Linked DNA regions of Anser cygnoides: region 2 is linked to region 1. A link is a contact called in public Hi-C data. All regions are on one chromosome and are shown on one strand. The core of a region is the stretch at or near the end of the contact, and the rest is flanking DNA. Distances in the headings are between cores, read along the strand shown. Region 1 holds the start of LOC106039669 (probable acyl-CoA dehydrogenase 6). Region 2 holds the start of PDK4 (pyruvate dehydrogenase kinase 4).

Region 1 (5,239 bases), core at 2,610-5,109:
TCTGTGTTTATTTATACCAGCAAGGGATCTATCCCCAAAATGTTTACAACATGTTTCTGTCCGGCACAAGATGACACAGGCTACTGCAAAGACCCCAGAATCTGGGGCTCCATATTGTTTGCCTTGGATAGAAGGGCACTCAGTGCAAAAGCTGTGAGGCTTACTAATGTCACATTTTTAACTGTCTCCTTGCTTAACCTTCTACCTCAAATGCATGATAAATAGTGTTTTAAAATTAGAGGTCCCAGTCAGGTATTTTGCAGCTTCTTTTGTGTCTTTCTTCTCTCCTTTTCTCCCTCTCAATTTAGTGAGAAAGTAATTTTAAGTGATTTATTTGTAATACCAGCAGCAAACTACCTGGCTGTTCCTTACTGTATTTTTGTGATCTGCTATAAAAGATGAACAAGCCAACTCCATCCAATACTCTTCAGTATTTTGTAGAATGTCAGAAGTAGACATATGATTTTACAAAAATTATAAAGTTTACTGCAATTTTACTAGGAAGTTATAGTGAAAATCAATATTTAATTCAGCTCTTGCATGTTCTAATATGAAGAGGCCTTAATTCCTGTAAAAATATCTGTATTAACGGACAGAAGCTCATGATGCTGTTAATGACTTGGGCCAGACATACAACCCAAGTGTGGCTAATAAGGCCAATGGTGCCCTTTGGTGAAGTCTCACTTTCACCTGAATCCCTCTTATCCTACAGACATGTAACACAGCGTAAATAGACCAAGCCAGCACCAGATGCAAAATGAAATCTCATTTATATTAGATGCACCTCATTCGAAATATATGTCAATCCTTTTCAAACCTATTTCCCAAAGCTTCTTACTACTAATGCCAGAGGAAAACAAAAATGGATATGTGCATGCACATATCATATACATATATGCACAGTTATGCATACACCTAAAGTAGCTTAAACCTTTTTACTTCAAGCCAGTTATATTATATTACTGCACTAAACTGTAGGATACCAGTGCACTGTAAGCATTGTTCAACAAGGTAAGGAAAAGTTACATTTTCAATTTCCAAGAGGAAGGGTGGTGACCTATAAAGTAGTAAAGGAAACCACTCACAAGGTTATTTCAATACCCTTGCTAAAAACAGCTCCCTGGAATTACAGGAGTCTCTTCCTCATCCTGCTCAGAACAATTGGAAAAGTACAGATCATTTAAAATACATTAATTCAATAGATTAAAAAATAAAATAAAATAAATTGAGACAAAAAAATAACAGTTCTCACTAATGGAATTGCACTGCTCATTTCTTTAATTTCTCTGGTAGTTGCATCTGGATTTGTCTAGTGGAAAGAGTGGCCCAAATTACATAACCATTAAATTTAAAATGCATTACAGATCCTGAGTGGTCATCCTCTCCCAAAGAGTTTACTTTTCAGTTTATCTTAAATTCACAGGGGACAGGTTTAACTTAAGCCAAAATAAACACTGATTGCTAGAAGCTTTGGGGTAAACAACATTAGACTGGATTTGACATAAACTAGTGTGGTGGTTTTTTTCCCTATATGATCAGACAAAAACTGAAATAAGGGTTATATAACCACTTTGTAAAATACAGGACAAGGATGAAACTGGTTTTACGATGCTGATTGTAAGTTTTTTTCCAATACGTGCATCATGGGCACGCATGCAGTGACGCAGCATCAGCTTCCCTCTCAGCCTGCTCTGCAGTTCTCTGCACTAAACCCAGAAGGGCAGGGCATACCGTTAGCTGCACCCCAAGAAACTTGTGGACAGCCATAAAATAAAAGCATGCGAAAAAAAAAAGTCCACGTATTTGTAGCACATGACAGAGCAGCAAACCTCACACCAGCAGATACCAATGCTGCCACTTTTCCTCCCCGTTTTCATCCGACCGCCAAGTTGCCAACGCCTGAGATGCAAAATGTGCAGCTTAATCCTTTCCTGACAAAAGAGGACCTTCCAAACCCCCCAGATCTAGACGACTGCCTTCACTAAAGCCTTGGCCTCCTTCTATTTCGGAATGCCACGGATCTGAGATAAGGCAAAGTGCAACGATGAGCGGTATTTGCTGTCCTCCCTGCACATGCAGGAAGACCACAGCAAAAGAAGAGGTACAGCTGAGTGACACAGGTCACAGGAAGGCAGGTGACTCTGCTGACTGACAGACAGACAGACAGACAGCCTCAGCACAAGCCTGACGCTGTGGTATTTGCAACACAAGCCTGTACTCGGCATCCAGGTGACAGGATTCACTTGCAACATTTTTACTGATCCTTCCTCTGCCAGCTTATTCCTGCTTTGAACAAGGTCCAGGAGTTTAGATTAATGAAACTAATTTGTTAGGGAGCAGACTGGTTGTGCACCAGGTTTCTTTGTATTATACAGAAAATGAACAGACAACTGCAAAAGTTCAAGGCCGAGAGGCCTAGTTTTAGTCATAGAAAGCTTCATGAATTAAATGGCCTTTGCAATATCCTGTTTCAACACTGGAAGTATGAAAGTCAGTTCAAAAGAAAGAGAAATCTGAAGTAAGAATCGCATGAATCAGAAGTAGCCGCACTATTTTTTCTCCACAGTGCACTGGGAAAGAGGAGAAAGTTGAAAAATGATCAATTTATCCATGAAAGTGTAAGATTCTTCATGTCATTTTTAAAAGCTTCCATCAAATTCATAACAGCACAGCTCCCAAGTCACAGGGAGCTGACATCAGGCAATCCAGCGTGCCCTGTTTTTAAAAAGCTACGGAGCAAGACCCGGCAGGAGCTGAAAGTTTATCTCCAGGCACATCAGGGACAACCCCTTACACTTCATCATGCCCACCTCTGAGCGCACATCAGGCTTGCTTGCATATGGCTGTTATTATGATAATGGTGCTTACTCCTTGTGGTAGGTACTGAACTTCAGCACTTCACTCACCATAGTTCACAGGCAGATTTCTCACATACATGCAGCTCGTCCCGTCCCATCCCATCCCATCCCATCCCATCTGACTTCCCCCAGCAAGCCCTCCCCGTCTGCCCCAACACAGCACTTTCTACCAAATAAATAAATAAAATAAATAAATGCACCTAATTATCTAACTTTGACAGGTGTGCTTCATCACACTTTGGCCTTCTGCAGGTGTCAGTGTCCTCACTGTTGGGAACAAACAGAGTTCACCAGTGCCACCACCACTTCCAGAGCTGCATTTGGCATTCAACTCCCATTTCCCCTTACCCAACGTGCCTCCTTTCCCCTCGATCCCTGACTTAATTTCACAAGAAAACTAACTCTTACTCCCCTTAGCACCCCTCTAGAAACACCACCGTGGCAAACGGGCTCTGTCCCGGCACTCGGCATTCCCGAACACAGCAGTGGGGGCACGGAGCCTCCATGTCCCGTCCCGGGCTGCCGTTTCGTGCCCTGCCCGCTCTCCTCCCTTCCCTCCTCCCTTCCCTCCTCCCTTCCCCCCGTCCCTCCGGCGGGCGGCAGCCGGGCCCCCGGGCGCTCAGCCGAGGAAGCCTCCGCGCTGCCGCCGCCCGCCCCTGACGGCGGCCCGGGGCGAGGGGGGGGGGAAGCTCCGTCCGGAGGGGGCCGCGGCACCGGCCGTGCCCCTCGCCGCCCCCGGTACCTTCCTGAGGGCCGCCCGCAAGGCGCCGTGCTGCGGCGTGTCGGTGCCGTGCCCGCGGTGCCGCCGCCCGGAGCCGCCGCCGCGCAGGGCCGAGGCCCGGAGCGCCCAACGCCCGCAGCCCCGCAGCGCCATGGCCGCCGCCGCCTGCCCCGCTCCGCCCCGCGGAGGGCCGCTGCCTGCTGCGGGGGGCCCTGCACCGCCCCGGCACGGCTCGGCTCGGCCCCCCGCAGGCTCCCCTGCCCGGCCGGGGCAGGCCGTCGAGGGGCAGGCAGGTTTTTTTAGTGCCGACCGGCGTGCCCCCGGTAAACAGGTGGCGAAAGCGAAAGGACCCGGCCGTGCGGAGGGAGCGAGGCGAGCTAGGCTGCTTTCAGATTTATTTATTTTTTTGTACGAAAAAGAAAGAAAAAAAAAAAAAAGAGAGAGAGAAGAAGATCTGCTCCTGAGCGTGGAGGACAAGGAGCGGCGGAGCTGGGGACCGGCAGCCTCAGGCGATGACACAGCCTCCTTTCTCCTTGAAGGGGTTCTTGTCCTCCGGGACGCCCTTCACCAGCGGGTCCTCGCCCGACCGCTCCTCGATGTAGTTCTTGATCTCCTCGGAGCACTTGGACACCTGGAGCGGGGAACAAACACATGGCAGGGCTATGGCCAGAGCTGGTGGGGCGCATCCCAGCCGCGCCACGGTGAATTCGCATCTTTCCCTATTTACCTGCCCATTGAACAGAGGTGATCTGACCACAGAGCCAGCACTAAGCGTGTGTACTCTGCCTCCTTCCACTTTTTCACGGCTTGATACTCACTGAAGGCATGAGCATCACTGGAAATGTGTATGCTGCTTGGAACAGCAGTTGCCTCGTAGTTAAACTTACATTTTTTAAATAGCCAGTATAGTTTTATTAAGCTGAGGACCACATGCTTTTCCCCCCAGCATGTCTTATAGTCAACGTGTTCAGGCACAGCAAAATCTCAGTTCTACAATGTGGTGGTATCTGTTTTCCAAGTATACGTAACTTCACATGTTTTTCTCAAACAAAACATCCAACAATGATTTTTCGGTGGCAACTCAAATCCCCACCCTGCAGTTCTATGGGAGCAACCACACATTTTAAATGGTGGTCAAGAACTAGCTAGGAAAGAATGTACTTACAGGTGACCTGGGGTTAATTGAAACAGCGGTTAATAAAATACCCTTCCGCGTTAAGAAAGGGCATAACACACGTGACACGTTGCATGCCATTCACAGCAAAGCAGCACCCAGTGGGGCAGGCCTGCACAGACACCCGCCTGTGAAGAAGGAACAGGTTTATTTTTGTTCTCAGAAGGCAGCGCATGCATCAGGTGCAGCCACAGTGGGTGTGGAGCCTGAGGGCACGCAAGCGAGTCCCACCAGCTCCAGAGGATCCCTGACCACACGCTCCTGCCATTTCCCTTCCCTGTGGCGGCAGAAACTGTCCTCAGGTGCCTGAATGTGGGACATTTCTAAGGACACGCTCCCAGATGTGCCCTGCTTCTGCCCACAGTCCCTGTGCAGACAGCAGTCAGTCAGCACTTAATTAAATTAGAATTCATTAAATTCTAATTTAAGGCCCGTTTGTTGCCTTCCTTGTAAATTGTATATTACTGCAAAGGCAAAATGATGGCA
Region 2 (5,573 bases), core at 1,863-4,362, 660 kb before region 1:
AGCGTTGCCTGCTGACCCGTTTGGCCAACCAGCCCTCCTAACCACTGGCCCATTGCAGCCAAATCTGAACAGATAATTGCCTTCCCACTAACTGTGCAAACTGGCAGAGGGTTTAGGGAGGAGGGATTCACATTTTGGTCCACATTGAGGAAAAGGCAGGAGAAACTCATCCAAAGCTCGTTCTGCTAAAGAGCAGCAACCCCGCCAGCTGTCATCACACATATCCTGGCTGGTCAGGAGAGGTGTCACGCCAGAACAGCACGTTGTGCTTCTAGCACTCGTTGGCAGCTGGGTTAGGGAGAAGAGCCTTAAATTTGTGTCACCCCAGAAGAAAAGGTAAGGTAAAAACAGCCAAGAGACCTTCTATCAGACACCAGCAGCACAGCCACTTGTCACGTATCCTGGCTTGCCAGGAACACTGCTCTGACCTAAGTGCAGCACGTTGTGTCTCCGGCACCCGGATGGCATACGGAAAATAGAGGAGGGACACAGCTGATTGCAATGGATGGCATTTAGGGGACAAATGGACAGGAATCCACACGTCAATCATTTGACTGGTCTGGACCTCACTGTTGTGCTAAAAAAGCAGTGTTCACATAGCTCCATTTCCTTTAGGATAGTCAGCAAAACTGGCTAGGCTGTGACTGAGTGACGGAGAGCATTATTATTGCCTTTCAAAACACGCCCCAGGGCAGTTCAGAAGAAGAGAAACAAAATATTAAAATAGCAGAAATTAGACCATATCCAATGAATGCTGCAGTTAGAATCTGACACTGTTCCTCACTAGCAAAATGCTGTTCCCTGACACCAGCACTTATAGCTGTCATGTGCACAGGGGCTTCATGAGGAGAGGGAAATGGTGGTTTAGGGAGGAAAGAAAGTGAGAACAAACAGTACTTTAGCTGGGACAGATGGCAGAGTTATTTGAACTGGTTCAACTTTCACAGCCTAGTCTTCTTGACATGCAGCTTGGCTGACAATGAATCCCCATACAGTGTTATCTTCACACATAAAAATTAGCTTTCTTGGCCAATACTCAAGCAATTGTGTCCCGAATGTATTATTTCTGTTTACATGAGTGAAAAGTTGTATTGCTCAGAAGCTACTGCAACGTATGACCTATCATATACAGTGAGAAGCAAATTTGCATTATGAAGGAGACACACTTCTTCCAGAGTAATAAAGCTCTGTTAGTTGTTGGGCTGCTGGTATATAACATTCTTGTAGAAGTTTGTTTTGTTTTGAAAAGCTTCCAAGTTTTGAGTTACTGGAGCCTTGCCCTTTCACTAATTGAGGAAGGCAACGTTTCCTATATTTCCTGCAACTACAGTTGTACTGTTTGTTACGAGCTAAACTGAGCATGCAAGATTTTTGTTCATCCCTTATGACATTTAACTACCAGAAAAACTATGAGAATTATTCTGAGAATAATTATTATGAGAATATTTAGAATTATTTCTAATAAACGTTCTTCTATTCAGAATAGAGAGCGTAGTAAGTCTACTCAAAAGGTAATTCAAGTTTCTTATACTAACCAGGGTCACCAGCCAGTAAATTAAAATAAAGTATCTCAATAGGAACAGAAGCAGTGACCTTATAAATTAGAATAACTACCTAGTGTAGAGGATTTTCTTAACTTAGATTTTATTGCAAAATGTTAATCCTGAGATTCTTGCTTTGCCTTCATTAGTAGCTTTAGGAAAAACCTAAAGCAAAAAAAGGGCTGTCATACCCATGCTCCATAATTAAAACAACTTTGTGGGATATTTTCACTTCAAGAGTCATCTGGAACTTGCAGGCAAGCAAAGTTAAAGCAGTCAAAAGCAAACCCCATCATCCTTTCCCAGATTTTCAACTTCAGGCAAACACAAGAAAAATCAGAAAGGTTATGTTTGCTATCATTAGGTGTCTTTATTTTGCTTTATTTCACATTTCATATGCCAACATTCTACCTCTGTGGTAAAACCTGATCTACCTGTTGGAAAAATAACAGAGCAATTACCCTATGGGGAGCAATAAAATAATAAACCAGCGAGTACTAGGGAAGTAGAACACTAGGCAGGGATAATAGATGTAATGACTAGGAAGACAAAAACGAGATAAAGCTTCAAAAACATATCCAGTGATAAGCTAAAGTGTTTTCCACTGCATATTAAAGTATGTGGATTTCTTTTTAGGAATGTGTCTTGCTTCCCATGAAAAAGCATACATATTTGTGTATATGTATACAAACATGCATACAGCACTGTCTATAAACATATATATTACAATCGGACTGGTAAGTTATATGTGTGTATTAGAGCTAGATTATTTTGTATTGTTGTTTTATCGTTACATGGTCCTGCTGTTAATGATAGAGATTCGGGATGTCAGGAACTCCTCTGCTGAAAGTTACGCTATGCAAACTCTGTCTTTGGTGACGTAGACCCAACGGCCTGGGAAAATCCCAGGCAATGCTGGACTTCCAGGTTCTCTTTCCACTAAAGAGGAAAGTTGTTGAGACTTTTCCCAGCTCATCTGTGACCCTGGAAGATAAACTAATAGTGAGAGAGTGGTTCAGCCGATCAATTATTAGGTCAGCTCTAGAAAGAGTAAATAAGGGTCACTTGGCGATTTGCAGCCAGTGCATCACCAAAGCAGCTGTCTGCAGGTATTTGGTCACTGCTAACCCAGGTCATGGCGATGACCTACATGTCAAACTGTGTGCTTAGGATCTACTTTTGCTCCCTTCGTGCTTCAGTGTACTCTCCACACAGAGCCGGGACTTTTAACACCCGCAGTACCCCCTGCATTTAGAGCACCGAAGGAGCCTGCACACCTCCCGGTGGCTCCCCGTTTGGTTATCCCCTCCACCAGCGTGCCCTCAGGGCCGGCAGCAGGGCAGCACCCCCCGGCCCGCCGCCCCTCGGGGGCCTCCCGGAGCCTCCCCGGCCGTGCCCCGGCCCCACACACCCAAGGTCAGCGGCCGGGGCTCGGTGCCAGGGGCCGAGGGAGCTCCGCCAGCGGCCGTCACGAGCCGCCCGTGAGGGGATGTCCCGTCATGGGCAGCGGGGCCGGGCCTGCCGGAGCCCCGCCCGCCGCGGGCTCTACTTAGGGGCGGCGCTGCAGCCGCTCGCCACAGGGCAGCTACAGCCCGACCGATCCCAACCGAGCGATCCCAACCGATCCCCAGCGATCCCGAGCGACCCCTCGCAGCGATGAAGGCGGCCCGCATCGCCCTGCGCAGCGCGGCCCCCCTGGCAGGGGCGGCCGGAGGCAGCGCCAGCCGAGGCAGCGCCAGCCGGCTGCCGCGGGAGGTGGAGCAGTTCTCCCGCTTCTCCCCCTCGCCGCTCTCCATCAAGCAGCTGCTGGACTTCGGTGAGAGCCCCGGAGCCGCTCCGAGCTCGCCCTGGGGCCGGGGGGGTGGGTGGCTGGGTGGCCGGGCGGGTGGCAGCGGTGGCGGGGGTGGGGGGAGGCGCCGCCACCCCTCTCCTCAGGCGCCCTCCGAGGGCTCCGCGCCGGTTGCCAGGCGATGCCGGCCCGCGTCAGCGCCGGAGCTGGGCTGCGGCTCTCTTCTGGGGCCCTTAATGGGATTTGGGGGCGGGGGGACAACAGCAGCGAGGTCGGCTGATGGATGTTTTCGTGCCGAGCGGCACGCGTTGTCCGGGAGGAGGCGTGCGGCTTGTCCCGGCCGAGCGAACAGCCTGTACCCGGCTCCCGTTTCCCTGCTGGCAGCCGCCGAGCCCGCTCTCACGCGGCGCTGTCCTGAAGGAGCCCGTGTTTACAGGGCTGCAGCGGCTCTCCCGGAGGATTACGAAGTCCCCCTGTCAAAACGGGAAACCTACAAACATGCCTCCCGGGGATGGGCGGTGTCCTGCTGTGCTGCAAACCCACACGCAGGAGATCTGGCTAGTAGTAGCATGATGATTGCAAAGGATTGTAGTCCTCAAGTCTGCAGAAAGACAACAATTTATACTTGTGATTTCTTTTTTTCCCCCAACACAAAACATTTTATTTGGTTGGATTTGTTTTGTAGGCTCAACTAATGGATGCGAGAGAACTTCTTTTGCCTTTCTGAGACAAGAACTTCCCGTGAGGTTTGCAAACATACTGAGGGAAATCGATCTTCTCCCCGACAAATTGCTAAGCACGCCATCAGTGCAGTTAGTAAAAAGCTGGTAAGTAAGAACTGCTTGAATTGGGCCCGTAGAATAACACAGCTCCAACAACTTTGTTGTCATAGACTATTTTGAATAACAGACGACAGTAACAAAATAAACTAGAAATGCAGTTCATTCATCAAAGCTTAATTGCAAGCTGTTCTACACTTGAGTAGCATGCTAAAATTAAATTGAAAACCCAATATGGTCATGTTGTTGTTTTTAAAACATCTCTTAACTTAACAGTTTAAAGCTTGCTGTTAGAACAAACTTCTTTCCACTTTTTAAGAAGTGAGAAGACAGTGCTCTATTCTCACATAACATGCACAGACCCTCAGAGTTACATGGAAATGGAAGAGCTGGCTATATTCTTGTTTGGGTCTCTCACTGATGGAATTGCTAGCAGAACTTCTGTAGCAAATTGCCTTGGCCGATGCAGCTTAGAATTCAGTTAACGTTCACTTTGTGGTTGACAGAGTGATTGGATCTGATTTAACCTTGCTCTACTGGCACAACTGCAGCACTTGCAAAGAAGGCTGACGCAAAGGGCAAAAGCAGTAGAGTAAGATCCAGAAACGTTCTTAATCTGGCAAACTACAGTTGTGCCTTTACAATATGCGTCAAGGCTGTCAGACATCAGCAAAGAGGCTCAAGTGCTTAGCTTGTGACAAAGCTGATTAGACTTGGAAAACTTTTGCTCAGGTGGCTTCCATTATTACTTATTATTTGGATCTTCTTTTGGAATGCCCCTCTTCTCTAAAACTGTAAGAGGAGCCAATGTTAAAGTGATGTTTTAAATTCTTGTCTGGGTGGCAGGCATGAGAAGACTTGCATGACTTCTACAGTTCAGGCAGAAGTGACTGTGTTTCCATGCTTAGATGGAACTTTGATACTTCAGATATTTTGGACTCTTAGCTGACTTGTTGAGAGTAATAAGTTGGACAATAAGTATCTTTTCTGTTCCTAGACTAATGAAATATCCTATTCATTTGATTTTATTTTTTAATAGGTACATCCAGAGTCTAATGGAGCTGGTTGAGTTCCATCAAAAAAGCCCAGATGACCAGAAAGTATTATCTGAGTAAGTTATACATTTGTTTCATTGAGCTTTCAATCATATACTCTACTTTTCATATGATCACTTCAGAATGATCACTGTTCTGAACTGAATTTGGTAACTTAATATGAATTGCTGAGCATCTCACAAACAATATGTTGAGCAATACTGCACATAAATGACCTTCGGCAGCTTGGTTTTAAGGGTGTAGTGCCTCCTGAACTGTCATGACAAAGATCAACAAAAAATATACTTGATGTCATGTCCCTGCTTCTTTCCAAGATATCAGCTAGGGGTCATCTTAACTCCCTGCATTCTCCTTCTTAAACTCTTATGCATGAGGAAGCAGGCGATGAATTTGACATGAGTAATGATTA

What was found. Hi-C and Micro-C count contacts between places; a contact is called where the count stands out from the background.
Region 2: a contact with region 1 is called in a Hi-C map of liver, with 2.6 times the contacts expected there. The contact joins the promoter of PDK4 here to the promoter of LOC106039669 in region 1. A contact is called at or near these places in 2 of 7 Hi-C or Micro-C datasets (both in liver).

What each region holds. Positions count from the first base shown.
Region 1 is chr2:25,989,494-25,994,732 of Taihu_goose_T2T_genome, reverse strand. It overlaps LOC106039669 (probable acyl-CoA dehydrogenase 6), which reads right to left and starts at 3,859. Exons shown (of 11, transcript XR_010829125.1): 1 at 3,601-3,859. LOC106039641 (guanine nucleotide-binding protein G(I)/G(S)/G(O) subunit gamma-11) reads right to left here. Exons shown (of 3, transcript XM_048054480.2): 3 at 3,958-4,210. The coding sequence ends at 4,085.
Region 2 is chr2:26,648,622-26,654,194 of Taihu_goose_T2T_genome, reverse strand. It overlaps PDK4 (pyruvate dehydrogenase kinase 4), which reads left to right and starts at 3,112. Exons shown (of 11, transcript XM_013183478.3): 1 at 3,112-3,357; 2 at 4,016-4,157; 3 at 5,149-5,220. The coding sequence starts at 3,198.